Linked DNA regions of Mus musculus: regions 2, 3 and 4 are each linked to region 1. The links are chromatin contacts, called in public Hi-C and Micro-C maps. All regions are on one chromosome and are shown on one strand. The core of a region is the stretch at or near the end of the contact, and the rest is flanking DNA. Distances in the headings are between cores, read along the strand shown.

What was found. A called contact is a pair of places that touch in the nucleus more often than the background predicts.
Region 2: a Micro-C map of embryonic stem cells shows a contact between it and region 1, with 2.8 times the contacts expected there. The contact joins the enhancer-like site here to the promoter of Nav2 in region 1. A contact is called at or near these places in 4 of 484 Hi-C or Micro-C datasets (bone marrow-derived macrophages, embryonic stem cells, nephron progenitors and 1 more), 3 of 115 datasets of contacts at active chromatin or transcription factors (double positive thymocytes, embryonic stem cells and pancreatic cancer cells) and 2 of 9 other capture datasets (adipose tissue and pancreatic islet).
Region 3: a contact with region 1 is called in a Hi-C map of uterus. The contact joins the enhancer-like site here to the promoter of Nav2 in region 1. A contact is called at or near these places in 2 of 39 promoter capture datasets (hippocampal neurons and pre-B cells), 11 of 484 Hi-C or Micro-C datasets (the HPC-7 cell line, differentiating embryonic stem cells, embryonic fibroblasts and 4 more), 1 of 115 datasets of contacts at active chromatin or transcription factors (embryonic stem cells) and 1 of 9 other capture datasets (adipose tissue).
Region 4: a Hi-C map of muscle stem cells shows a contact between it and region 1, with 2.0 times the contacts expected there. The contact joins the enhancer-like site here to the promoter of Nav2 in region 1. A contact is called at or near these places in 2 of 39 promoter capture datasets (cranial neural crest and maxillary cranial neural crest), 4 of 484 Hi-C or Micro-C datasets (cerebral cortex, cortical neurons and muscle stem cells), 2 of 115 datasets of contacts at active chromatin or transcription factors (cardiomyocytes and forebrain) and 1 of 9 other capture datasets (liver).

What each region holds. Positions count from the first base shown.
Region 1 is chr7:49,244,282-49,247,548 of GRCm38.p6, reverse strand. Nav2 (neuron navigator 2) reads right to left here and starts at 1,360. Exons shown (of 39, transcript NM_175272.3): 1 at 351-1,360. The coding sequence starts at 608.
Region 2 is chr7:49,345,627-49,349,220 of GRCm38.p6, reverse strand. All of the region lies in intron 1 of Nav2 (neuron navigator 2), which reads right to left. The region is part of intron 2 of Gm51448 (a long non-coding RNA gene); the gene reads left to right. Among named protein-coding and RNA genes, the nearest start is that of Gm51448, 3.2 kb to the left of the region's middle. Within about 2 kb of position 1,795, at least 9 of the 459 cell types and tissues checked have an H3K27ac peak or open chromatin away from gene starts, as enhancers often do. A contact at or near this core is called in embryonic stem cells, where this site is marked.
Region 3 is chr7:49,317,045-49,320,260 of GRCm38.p6, reverse strand. All of the region lies in intron 1 of Nav2 (neuron navigator 2), which reads right to left. Among named protein-coding and RNA genes, the nearest start is that of Gm51448, 32 kb to the left of the region's middle. Within about 2 kb of position 1,775, at least 28 of the 459 cell types and tissues checked have an H3K27ac peak or open chromatin away from gene starts, as enhancers often do. A contact at or near this core is called in embryonic fibroblasts and uterus, where this site is marked.
Region 4 is chr7:49,370,358-49,373,629 of GRCm38.p6, reverse strand. Nav2 (neuron navigator 2) reads right to left here. Exons shown (of 39, transcript NM_175272.3): 3 at 1,261-1,313. Among named protein-coding and RNA genes, the nearest start is that of Gm51448, 21 kb to the right of the region's middle. Within about 2 kb of position 1,454, at least 11 of the 459 cell types and tissues checked have an H3K27ac peak or open chromatin away from gene starts, as enhancers often do. A contact at or near this core is called in cortical neurons and muscle stem cells, where this site is marked.

The DNA of each region.
Region 1 (3,267 bases), core at 111-2,610:
CTTGGGGCCAAGCGCTCGGCACTGATGGCCCTTAACATTTCCAATGTCAGCATGCATTTTTTTGAAAGCACCCCTACACCTGCTCCAGCCCCATAGAAGCAGCTGGCTGCCAGCACGCCTTAGCTTTGCAGAGCTCCCCGGGAGAGCCTCTGGCACCCTGGCCAGCTAAACCCCTCCTGGCCACACCCACTGACCAATGTATCCTTCCAATCTGGCAGCATAAGGGGTATGCTTCCTCTCTCCAATCACATTATGGTAGCCTCTCCTCAAGGCAACCGTCCTCCTCCCTCATGAAGGATCATCCATCACTCCCACCCTGTAATAGTGCCCCAGCACATAGCACTGCTCACCTGGGTATCGAACCCGTTCTCCAGAGAGCTGCTCTTCAGCAACGGGAGCCCCTCCCCCGTCGGCTCCTGCAGCCCCTGCGATTTCAGGGGGATTTGGCTAGTGTAGGCCGTCTTGCTCACCTCCACCTTGCTTCCCAACTTAAGATAGCAGGGCTGAGGACCAGTCCGGGCCGGGGGCACGTGCAGGATGGGCGCGGCGCTGTGCACGGGTTTGGGCAGTCCCGATTTCATTTTGGAGGCTACCAGGATGGCCGGCATCTTCTCCCGGGGCTTTGGCTTTCCCAGCACGTCCCTGGCAGCGGCGGCGGAGGCGACCGCTAAAGGCAGCGCGGGCAGCCGAGTAGGCGCCGGGCCTCGGCCCGCGAGGCGCCCACCAACAGTGGAAGAAAAAAAAAAAAAAACCCAAAAAACAGAATCCCCGGGTCGGGGAACTGGGGAAATCCTGCGAGTGCGCCTGCCGGGTGGCGGGCTAGTCACTGCCCTCAGCAGGTCCCACCTGCGCGGATGTCGCAGCGGGAGGCCTGTTCAGAAGCTCTGGGTTCTCGGGGACCGCTGCCTCTGGCAATTCTTCTCCTGGGAAACCGAGGCGTGGACGCCCATATTAACTTGTCATTGCGTCTCCGAAGTGAGAAGGCTCCTTAGGAAGAGACACCGGCTACGGGGACGCACACGTCGCGCTCTGGAGCCTGCGGGTGTGAACCTTGGAGCAAAAGAGCAGAGGATGGGGAGACGGAGGACGCACGGAGCCCAAGACGTATCAACCGCGAAGCGGCTGTCACCCAGCAAACGCGCCACAGGGTCACCCGCGCCTAGGCAGACTCTGGGCGATCTCCGCAGACAGGTCTGTCTGGGCGTGACAGCCGATCACCGATGCTCACAAGCCCCTCGAACACCAAGCACCTGAGCTTCTGCGGCTCTGGCCATGCTCCGTGCGCTCCAGCGCAGCACGGCGGTGGTGACAGAGCGCGGGCACCAGGACGCGCAGCTGGCCAGGCTGGCAGCGCTGCGCTAAGCTGAGCTCGGGGGAAGGCAGCGCGGGCTGCAGGGCTGGACGCAGGGGAGGACCGGCTGCGGCGCGCGCTGACAGCCCGGGCCGTTCCCGCGCGCCTATTGGTTAGCCGCGGACCAATCCGCGGTCGCGACTCGCACTGCAAGGGGGCGTGGCCTCAACTCCGCGGGGCCGCCGCCGAAACTCTGGGGCCGCGCTTGGCCGCAAGTACAAAGCGAGCTGGTGGCCGCTCTGCGGCACGGCCCCGGCGCGCGCCTCCCCGCGGGCCGCCACCCCTGCGTCCCCGGAGCCGCCTTTGAAAACGCCGTTGGGTTGTAGATTCCCGCCTCCTTCCACCCCCAGGCATGTGTTGGGGAAATCAGTTTCTCTTTTTCAAATCGCTCGGGTCATCTCAACGGTTTGCGGGTTCCGGAGGCACGCCCCAACCTCTCTGCACCTCCATTGGGAATGACTGGGCGGGTCTCCTTGTCCCCCGCCTGAAGGACACTCCAGCCATTTCTTCTTTCCGGGTGGGCTCAGGGGCGTCCCAACAGCTTCCTCTGCGACATTCAAAGGTTGCACGTTGCACTTAAGTATTTGAAATATTTATAGGCTGATACAATGGCCGGGGAAGCTTCGCGCCCCAAGACAGCTCCTCCTTGCCACCTACCACAGACTGTAATTAGAGTGGCTTGGTGACCCGGGCAGGCTGAGGCTAAACCTGCCCTGGTTTCATGGTTTCATGAAGGCCTTCCTTTCTCTCTCTGACTCAGGGTCTGAGGACTGAAGGGAAAATAGAAAGTGCAGACAGGGTGCATGGGGCTGATCTTCAAGGACACCCACCTTAGAGATCAGTTTGGATTTGAATTGGGAAGTTCCTCCATCTTTATAGACCTAACACTGTGTCTCATGCAAGTCAAGTGGAGGTTTGAGTACTTTTCCCTAAAAGCACTGCCCAGCTAAATGAGATAGTGTCTGGCAGTGTAGGGGACCAGAAAAAAAAAATCTGTCTTTATTATTAATGAACCCACCGGAGTATGTCCCACTGTCATCTCTTTAAGCCACTTTTCTGTGTCTAGGACAGATGTTGTCACTTTCTTCCTATCCTATAGCCTGAAGTTGTAACATCCATAGGGTTGAATTTCACTCATCCTAATGATATGGGCTATATCATTCTCAAACTTACCTGGCAAAACTCTAATGTGGCCAGGAATGGGGGTGTAAGCTTGTAATTTCTGCTACTTTAGAGGCTGAGGCAGGAGGATCCCAGGTTGAGGTCAATTTAATGATCCTCTTTGTTCAAATAAAATGTAAAAAGGAGCTGGAGATGTAGCTCAGTGGTGGGCAGTTTGCTCGCTCCGCATCTGCCAGAATCTGTCTGATTCCAGTGTAAATAAATACTGTAAATAAATACCCAATCCTCGACTGGTTTTAGGCAGTGGAACCTCTGGGAGGTTGTAAGTACGTGACCGAGAGGTCCTCATGATGGGCCCAGTGCCATGTTAGAGGAGACACGATGAAGATGGATAACTTCTGATAGTGCAATGGCAGCCTTTCTGAATCCACAGAAACCACAGCCCTTGACAAGAATCTGACCATGGCTGCAGCCTGATCTCAGATCTCCAGCCTCTAGGCCTAGGAGAAAGAGGCATTTGTTGTTAAAGCGGCCCTGTCAACAGCATTTTGTGTTAGTAGCTTAAACTAAGAGCCCAGACTGAAGTAAAAGTTCAGTTTTCAAACAGCCCCTGGAGTGTTGAGATGTGACATGATACTCCCTGCTCCCATATTTCCCAGCCTGTTTGCAGGCCCTTTCTACCCTAGCTCGGGGGGGGGGGGGATGCACATAGCCTGGTTTAGCTCTTTAAATCACAAGTTTGTCCCTGACATGGTATACTCTGCCCTCGTCCATCTGGACAATCTCCTATGCTA
Region 2 (3,594 bases), core at 546-3,045, 100 kb before region 1:
GTGCTCTTACCCACTGAGCCATCTCACCAGCCCGGGTCAATAGTCTTAATCACACATGGCTGGGGCAGCTTCATCTACAGTGAGGTGCGTAACACACACATAGAGAGAAGACCTTTAACTACTATTTCCTCTTTTTAGTTGCCACCCTCCAGCCCCCAAACACCGGTCCCTAACGCAGGTCCCTCAGCAGGTGTTCTCAGCTGGAACACCCTCCTCACCCAGGCACAGGGAAGACAATTTAGAGACAAATTCTGCCAGCTTTTCTCTTCTTTCTGTAAGATCCCAGCATATCCTGTAAACAAGCCTGGTCCAGGGCCCTCTACCCCTGCCCTCTCCCTCTCCCTCCCCACCCCCACTCCACTCCTGCAAATGCATACTCCTTAGTAGTCTAACCCTGCTCACATCAGGGGGTGCACAGGGACTCTGGGGGAATACACAGCTGTATCAGAGCGCAGGAGAAAGACATCAACGGAATGACAATTTGGTTGACTGGGTGAGACAGATGACTTTTTCCCCTTTACTTGCTAAACCTCAAAGCCCATGAAAACAAGGTATTTTATGGCTGAAGATGTATCTTAAGCCAGTCACAGAACAGGCACCTGTAAGACACGCTTTGCTGAGAGGCACCTCTTATGCTTGTAGGACGCACCGGATTCAGAGATGTCGAATGCACAGTTAAAAACAAATAAACAAACAAACAAACACGAAACAAACCCACCACAGTAAGCCAGAGCAGTGAGAGAGAAAAGTGGCTGTAAAAACTTTTCGGAATACTTTGGGAACCGGCTAATTTAGAGATTATGCTAAAAATCTCGAACACCTTCAATTAAATTGCATTTTTAAAAAAGCAGTAACGAATACTCAGTCCCAATTACTTCACTACAGCTTTCTGTTTCTGATGCTCCCGGGATAAGAAGCAGTTGCTGCTCTCTTGGCTGAGCGTGGGGATTCATCCCAAGGGAGCCGAGCTAGCACTGCCAGCCAGGTGTTTATCTCAAAAAGTGTGGACCATCAGGGAGTAAACGCCTGTGGGACCGGGAAAAGAAGGATGAGTTATTGTTTTTCCCCCTCCCACTCCAAGAGAGAGTTTTGTTTTGTAGACGGAGGGCATGGACATGCAAATGTGAGGGCACAGAGACTACAAGAAAATGTTTTGCATGAGAATTCAGGGAGGCAGGTGGGATGACTTGGGACCTGCCAGCAGAATGGGGGAGCTGTGTGCACAGGGCCTAACGGATGGTACCCCACTAGTCAAGTCCTGTCCAATCTATTCTCTCCTGGAAAATTTCCCACAAAATCCGTGTATCTTCCCTGGGCTTTCTAGGGCAAGCAGAGGATTCAGGAATAATAAAAGAGATGCCAAGTTTTGCTTCCCGGTGTGTGAAGGGACAGGAACGAGCAAATCAAAGCTGTAGTTGGGTTATTCCCAGTTCAGGTTTGCTTCCATGGCTCACAGGGTGCACGGTGGGCTTGCAAGAGCCCATGCAAGCACACTGTGCCTGGTAGAGGGAGAAATCTCTCCTGGCTGATGAGAGAGTCTAAGTTTCGATCTCGGCACTGGACCTCTTTGCTCTCTCTTCTGCACCGACTGCCACACACAGAGGCATGCCAACTGGCTGGCTCTGCGCTCTTCATCCCCTCCTTTGGCCTTGGCTCTTTCCCAGCCTGTCTTGGGTGAACAAAACTCACCTGACTCTTCTTGTTCCTTTCCATCAGGGCTGAGAGGTCCGAAGAGGCACAGAGATCTCAGTTCTGGGAATGAGTCACTCTTCTCAACTAGCATTTACATTTCCACCTCAATCCATCCGGGCTTAAGCATCAGGAGGGTGGATGCTTCTATGCAATCGATCTGGTAGGCCTGCCAGGTGTGGGTTTTGTCTTGTAAAAGAGGGGGGTTGTTGCTGTAGTTTAACTTTTTTTATTATTATTATTATTTTTAAATTATCTATGTGTATGGACATTTTTGTTTGGATGTGTGTTTGTGACGTGTGTATGGTATGCTGTGTGCCTGTGGCGGTCATGAGGGGTCATCAGATCCCCTGGAACTGGAATTACAGGAGCCATGTGGGTGCCGGGGAGTCAAGCCCAAGTCCTCTGGAAGAGCAACCAATACTCTTATCTGCTGAGTCATCTCTCCAGACCTGTAACTTTTTTTAAGGGTCACACAGACACAAATAAGGTGCCCAGGGCTGACTACAATTTCCAGTAGCCAGTCCAAACAGTGTTTCGCATGCAATTAAAAAAAAAAAAACTGAGTAAGGAAACAATGATGCTCCCCGATTGCCCCAGGTAAAGCAAGTCCAGAGAGCCTCCCCACCCCCAGGCACAGGGCAAAGGCAAGACAGTGGGGTCTTTCCACAGCTTCACCCAGAAAAAATGTGGGAGGTAGATGGCTTAGAGCCCAGGACTATAATATGCATGCATATGCATTATTTCTGTATATGGCGATATGCACACATTCATATCCTTTTACTCAAGGGATGCATCAGCCATTAATAGCAAGTCATGAGACACTGACTTCTGAGATGATCAGGTACAGATATTTCAACCCCAAAGCATTTGGCTAGATGAGTGGGCGTTGTATTCTGAAATTCACAAATGTGTGTGAGTGACACACAGGGAATTCTACACCTGGAGTGTGACATGAGACCTGGAGACAGGTCCTGGCTTCACCCCCTTCTTACACCCAGACCTGGTAAGTCACACAAACTTTTCTAAGTCTTCCTCCGCTTCTCTGAAACACAGGCACAGGCAGCACTGGAAGTCTACATCTTAAGAGTGGCCCCTGGCAGGCATTTAATGAAGAACCGGGAGGCCTGCTCAGGAAAGCACTGCCAGACTCCAGAAGGTCTGACACTGTCCTAAGGGGTCAGAGCACCCCATGTCACTTGTCAAAGAGAACCAGGACTTGCCTGACAGACGCACTTCTGTGCTGTGGGTGGGAAAGTCGTGTTTTTTTTTTAATCATTTTATTTATTTATTTATTATTATATGTAAGTACACTGTAGCTGTCTTCAGACACACCAGAAGAGGGTTTCAGATCTCATTACGGATGGTTGTGAGCCACCATGTGGTTGCTGGGATTTGAACTCTGGACCTTCGGAAGAGCAGTCGGGTGCTCTTACCCACTGAGCCATCTCACCAGCCCGAAAGTCGTGTTTTAAAGTAACTTTAAAAACACAGGACTGCAGGCCGTCCCCAGCAGTGGCTGCCACTGCCCTACCCTAGAAACACATTTCACTCTCCTTCCCCTTATGAGAGCTTCACTCCCCTCTCAGCAATTCTAGAGATTTGGCTTCCCTGGAAGCAACCAAGTGACTGCTGTGCCTTGTGCCCTGGGTTCTTCTCCATCCCAGGGGTCAGAACTGCCAGGCCTATGGAGGTTGCTATGTTTTATGTTTTTACAATAGGCTTTTACCAGGAAGACTACTGAGAGAAAAGGGCTGTCCCCTACCCAGTAGACAGTGTGGCCCTGGATACAAAAGGACAATTTGCACAAGCATACTATGTATTCTAGAGTCCTGGAAATGGAGCCCTGATAGAGTCATCTTAGGAGGAATAATGGTATCCTCCCAGCAAAGCTGTGTCTGCCTC
Region 3 (3,216 bases), core at 526-3,025, 72 kb before region 1:
GGGGCTCTGTAATCTGGCTGCTCATAGGTCCCAGCAGATGTGATGTGCAGGGTGGGTGGGGCAGGGAAAGGGCTTGTCCTCTTGTCTTCTAGCAGCTGGTGAGGTGATAATGGTTAACCTGGGACCAAGTGCCACGATCTCTTGGTGTTCTTGGTGTGAGCCATGTCTACTCTATATGAGACTTGACTGTATCTGGGGCTAGGCACAGTTTCTAATGAGTGCTGGTGGATATAGATTCTTTAAGCCAGATTGATCTGAGCTCAAAATTGTGGTTCTCCTTCTCGCCAAGTATATAACTTTGGGAAAGCTACCTTTGGAGACTTGGTTTCCCTCCCTATCAAAGAGTGTCACTAATAGTACTTAAACCACAGGGCTGTTGTGCAAATAAATGAGATAGTTCATATAAAGGAATAGAACAGGTCATGTCCCACCACCGTGACATGAATTTGAAGATGCTGGTAGTGTTCATTCTCTCTCTCTCTCTCTCTCTCTCTCTCTCTCTCTCTCTCTCTCTCTCACACACACACACACACACACACACACACACACACATGTATGAGTGTGTGTGTGTTAATGTGTATGTATGTGTGTTAGTGTGTGAGTATGTATGTGAGTGTGTACCTGTGAGTGTGTGAGTGTGTGTGTGTGTGTGTGTAGTTGATATCTGATCTGGTGTCTTCCTCTGTCATTGTCCAACTTATTTTTGAGAGTCTCCCACTGAACCTGGAGCTCACTGATTCAGCAAGACTGGCCCATGAGCCAGAAGAAACAGCCTGCACTGATATTGTACACATATGCCTCTGTGCCTGGCTTTTAGTGGATGCTAGGACTCAACTCAGCTCCTCACACAGCCACTTTCCCCGTGCCTGAAAACACAACAGTATTCTTTTCAATTGGCTAAGTCACGGAAGCAAAAGTGTCAGCCGATGCTGCCCCGAGTCCTACTCTCAGAAAAGGAGAGACCCAAGCAACTGTGTGGCACCGAGACAAAGCTGTGCTCGCTGACTCCACCACAACATCCTCACGAGCTGGGATGAGAGATGTGCACACGCTTCAATCTTCCAAACAGGCAGATGCCTCAAGCAAATGTTTCACATTCGGTTCATCTACCGCACTAAACTACAGAAGACATAGCCAAGGCTCAGTGATGTCAGGGTCACAGGGCCAGTGAGCAGCAGCTGGAACTCATACAATAGCCAGAACGACTGTAATATTGTATTGTGACATGTATGGTCACAAACACCCCACATGCTAACTCAGTCTTTTACATATCCCAGGAGAAGAGGGACCACGATTATCCCCAACACAGATGAGAAAAATAGAGGTCTGGATGGTTGTACAAGTGAGTAGTTGGGGTGGGCAGGGACGGAGGAAAGGAGAAGCTTTATTCTATTTCTTACATTACCTTGTACCCTGAGAAGTGCCGGTTATGCTCATTGGACTATTCTGTCTCTGAGAAGAAAAACTGAGTCCCGAGGTGCCTGAGACAACTATGTAGGGGTGAAAACTGCACTGCTCAAGTCTGTGACCTTAAGAATGGGTTTGGCCTGGAACTCTGCACTGAAAGTGTACAGCCCCGACCATATATGGCTCTCTGAACTAGGTCATCCTCCTTTCTGGGGAAGACTGTGAAGGCCATAAGAACATGGGCTGAGGCTGCTGTCAGGCTCTTCCCAGAGCTAGCCGTGGCCCTTCCGTGGCCCTTCTGTGGCCGGGCACTCGAGAGCTACACACAATGAGCGGCACAGCCCGGGAGATCCTGGGCAATTTACCAGGCCCTTGGTTTTTCCTTTTTGGCAGAGAGAAGGAAGTTAGTTGCCTTCGTGGGTTGCTTTGAGGTCATAAAAACGGTCATAAAGCATTTTCCCAGATTCAAAGTCCAGGTTTGCAAAATGCTGTTGAACTCAGCCATGAGAAGAGTAATCAGAGAAGAAGTCGGGGCTTTGCAAGATTCCCAGAAAGTAGTCTGAGAATGTAAAGAATCTTCATGACTTCTCCATGCTTCATGCAGCCGAGGCTCCGCTCCAGGGAGGGGCAGAGAGGCTCCAGGGCTACTGCAGGGCAACTAGCAATGTTCAAGACAGTGCCATGATGCTTAATCCATTCATAGGCTGTCCTGTCTAACACATTCCTCATCTACCATTAGACAGCCCATACTGAGAGTTACTCTATCTTTAATCTAGTCCTGACCGATTCACTTCTAAGATGAGACTTGGGTTAACTTCTCTTATATCAGCTTGCATGGATTCTTTCTATCTTTTATCCTATGTGCTTTGATGGAATTCAAGTCTGTGTTTATCTGAAACTCACATAGAGCCAGACAGTGAGCTGTTTTGTGTTGTCAAGCTACTTCTCTGTTGTTGCTCTGTTTGTTATTTAGAAAGAGTCTTGTGTGGCCCAGACCATACTCAAACTCACTATTTAATTGGGGAGGACCTTGAACTTCAGATTCTCCTGCCTCCCCTCTTTTTGGGTGTTAGGATTAATAGAATGCACCACCATACCCAGTTTTATGCATCTTGGGGATGGAACCCAGGGCTTTGTGCATTGCTAAGCGACCAACTTCCATACCAGTTCCAGTAGCAGTGAAGCCTGCAAATACATCATGCATTTGGCATTATGGCAGGGAGGGAGATGGCCAAACCTCTTGGGGCTGGTGGAGGGGGCAGGTCAAACCTCTTTATACCAAAGTTTTCAGAAAGTCAAAGAATGGGCCTTAGGATTTCCTTTTCTTTTTTGTCCTTTTGTTGTTTTGTTTTGTTTGAGACAGGGTTTTACTGTATACCTCTGGCTGTCCTGCAACCCACTCTGTAGACCAGGGTGGCCTCAATCTTCAAAATCTGCCTGCCTCTGTCTCACAAGTGCTGGGATTAAAGGTATGTACCACCACACCTAGCTGACTTTGGGATTTCAAGGGCTTAAAAAGCCTTTAAAAGTATTTATTTTAATAATAATTAAGCATACATGAAATATTACATTAAAAAATGGGTTGTCTGTTACTCACAACGATTTCTTGGGCATCTTGTCTCTGGAAAGCAATATGCTTACGGTCCTGAGAAACACAAAGAAGAGAACTACCATCATCAGCTGACTTCTAGTCTGCTCTTAACCAACTGTAAATCAGGAAGAGGGATGAAGAGCCAATTCTTAGTCAAGGTGTGTTTGTTGAGCACTAATCTTATCTGATACTGGGGATACCTTTGAAAGCAGTCAAGC
Region 4 (3,272 bases), core at 205-2,704, 130 kb before region 1:
ATGACACCAGGCTAGGAGAAATGAATTTACATCTGTCCTAGAGAGAAGGAAGGGACGCCTCTCTTTCACACGAAGACTGCCTCATGTATGTAAAATGCTCACACTGAAATTAAGTCTTCTATTGTCCAAACTTTTTCAATTATTAATACACTAGACAGCTGCAGAAGCACTAGTAAAAATAGCAGCCAACCCTTCCCAAGAGTCAGAGCTGTTCTCAGAGTCCTGGCTGGGGATTTGCCTACATAAGGAATGGTTGGTCTATGGAGCAAAAAGCCTCTAGGGGGCTCACCAAAGAGAAGGAACTTGTTTCAGGATGTAAAGTGGAAAATGAGACTTTGACACACACATGTACACACACACAGTTGTATATATACACACACACATGCATACTTCTTTATAATAACAATAGGTTCTATGCATTTTAAAAAGTTGTCTACAAAGGTCACCTCTGTCCAACTCTTCAGGATACAAACAAGCCAGAACATTAAAGAGTTTAAGAACTGCCAGGCACTCTGGAATCTGTGGAATCTGTCAAATGGTGGGGAGTCGGGTGGGGATGGAAAAATACTTTGTTCCCTTCTTTAGATTTCTGAAGCAAATCCATGTCCAGATATTCGGACATCCTACCAGACTCTGACAACAAGGTACTCTCTGAGTGAAACACTGAGTTCATGCAACACCGGCCACCATTCTCCCAACACCGATATTAATATGAACTCAAGGACTTGGCAACATGAGGAAAGAAAAGACTTAAAGATTAATTTTGTATTGTAAAAGCTTAAATACATCACACTCGCCAGGACATCACTCGTCATGGTTGCTGAGAAGAGTTCAGAAGAAGCCACTGTCCATTTTCCACTTAATACCACAGTGCCAATTGCATGTCCCTCTCCCCTTTACAGACCAGGGCACATGTCCCACCCTGATCAGCCAGATCCCATCATCCCACCTGGGCCTCTGCACCCTACACAGGCATCGAGCCATAGAGGGTCCCATTCTATATGACTTCTTTTAATATAAAGAATGTTTTGTTTTTGTATCCTGGCTATACAGGCATCACAAACATTTTTTTTTCACAAACATTTCTTAGTGAATGCCAACAAATATGTCAGAAGCAGAAAGCACAGCTACTTGGGGATGGAGGTTGGGGAATTAGCCCCATGGAGCAGCTTCTGGTGTGAATGTTTTTCAAGCTGCTCAGGTCTTTCAGAGACCATGGCCTGCTAACCTTACACAAATACTACCCACAGACCCACTTACCATTTGCGATCTGTTCTTTGGACAGCCATTGATGTCTTCAATCTTGTCATTTGCTGTAAAAGGAGACACAAGTTAGCAAAACAAATAGCAGACAGGAGTCCAGCCAAGTCCGAAGTCTCACACTGGGGTCCGTCTGAATGAGGCTGTGTGTGAAATGCTGAGCTGCATCTAGCAAGCTTTGGGACTTACTCATCGAGCTGCCATCCTCCAGGGACAGCTGGGGTAAGGTCATCACCACTTCAAGTAGAGACAACTGCACTGACAATCATCTTGCCTTGACGGGGAATGGTGGCAATGTCTGACCTGAAGGACAGTGAGCTGCGGTTGCACGGCAGGCTACAGACACAAGTTTAACTGCAGCTTCTCCACAAAGGTGGGGTGCTTCTGAGAGGACTGGCCCACTTCTGACTCAGCAGGTGGGGACAGAAGCCAATGAAAGCTGCTCAAAGCAGCTGTAGCCAGAAGTACTAGTATTGCCCTTGGGCGCTCTGACTTCATGCAGTGGAGGCAAATATGGAGATGGAGAGTCAAACCCCCAAAACACCTTAACCAAGACCAGATAGCAAATCCAAATAGATCAGGGTGCACACATGCTTGAAGTGGTACCTTGCTATGGGAAAAGTAAAAGAAAGGGGGGGGGGTGCATTGAATGAACAAGAATCACATACTAATGAGGAGGGAAGATCCAGCTTCCTATGGTGAATACAATTTACCACACAGAAGCAGGAATTGCTAGGAAAATACAACCAGGGATATTTGTGGAGAGGGGACCAGTGGAAGCAGCAGCAGAAAGCTACGAACACTGCCTGTCTGCATCAGCTCTAGAGTTCCTCAGCTGTTATTCAGCCTCTCCAGGCCACAGATTCCTCCTCTATAAAGGAAGCTGACATCACCTTCAAGAAGAGCAATGAAACTGAGATGCCAAGGATACTGGTAAAATGTCACAGTGCCTGGTACACAGTAGGTGCTTTGCGTATCATTTGTTATGATATGACTCCCTGAGGGGTAGGCTCAGACACTCAGGTAGAGCTCCATATTAAAGAATAAGCCCCTATTCTCATTCCCTAAGCCCCCTATGTTACTGGAGGGAAATGTACACTGGGGTCTCTGCCCTCCAGCACTTTGTGCTGGCCTGACCTGATCCTTCTGATGTCACATGCAACATCCCCAACCCAGGCTTTGAGAGCCTGGCAGACATGCTGAGACTACATCTCACATTGTCCCAGAGCTCAAAACTGTCTGCAAAATCTAATTCCTCCCCTATTCCCTCAGATTTTTCATCAGACTATTATCACTATACTGGCTGTAACTTGCCCAGAGACGAAGACACTAAAAGACCATCTAAGAAGGATAATGGCACCAGAGAGTACCCAGGCCTTTGAGGACTTCAGAATGCTAGTCCTCCATCAGCTCAGATTACACTCGTGTTTTCTCTTGGGTTCTATCTTGAGAGAGACTCTCCGAGATGGAAAGTAAGCTAGAGGCTCCGAGCCAGCGTGGTTAACAGAGATTTGCTTGATATGTGCATGCCAACATGATTAGATGTGCAGGGTGGTGACCCACCAGGGAAATCTCCATCTTCAGAGATGAAGTTGAGGATTTTCAACCCTGCTTAATGTCAGGACACAGAGAAAGGGTTTTTTTGAAAGCCTTAAGACCAAATGAGTACCAAGAATAGGAGATTAACGCTGCCCAGTTGGCTAGGGATGTAAGTTAGGTAGAGGACTTGCCTAGCATGTACAAGGCCCTGGGTTCAATCACTAGTGGGAGAAGGGAGAGAGGGAAGGACAGTTCAATGAGCAGAATGACATTTGTTCTTTAGTTCACAAGAAAATATAAGTATCCAGAACAGATTGCTGTCATATAAACCCCATAAAAACAGAGATTCCACCTGCCTCATTTCCTACCATGACCCCAGAGCTAGGGCCATGCCTCGCATAGTAATCATTCAATAAATACTTGTCAAATGGAATGAAGAAATGAGTATTCAGAACATCTCAAGGAAACCAGGC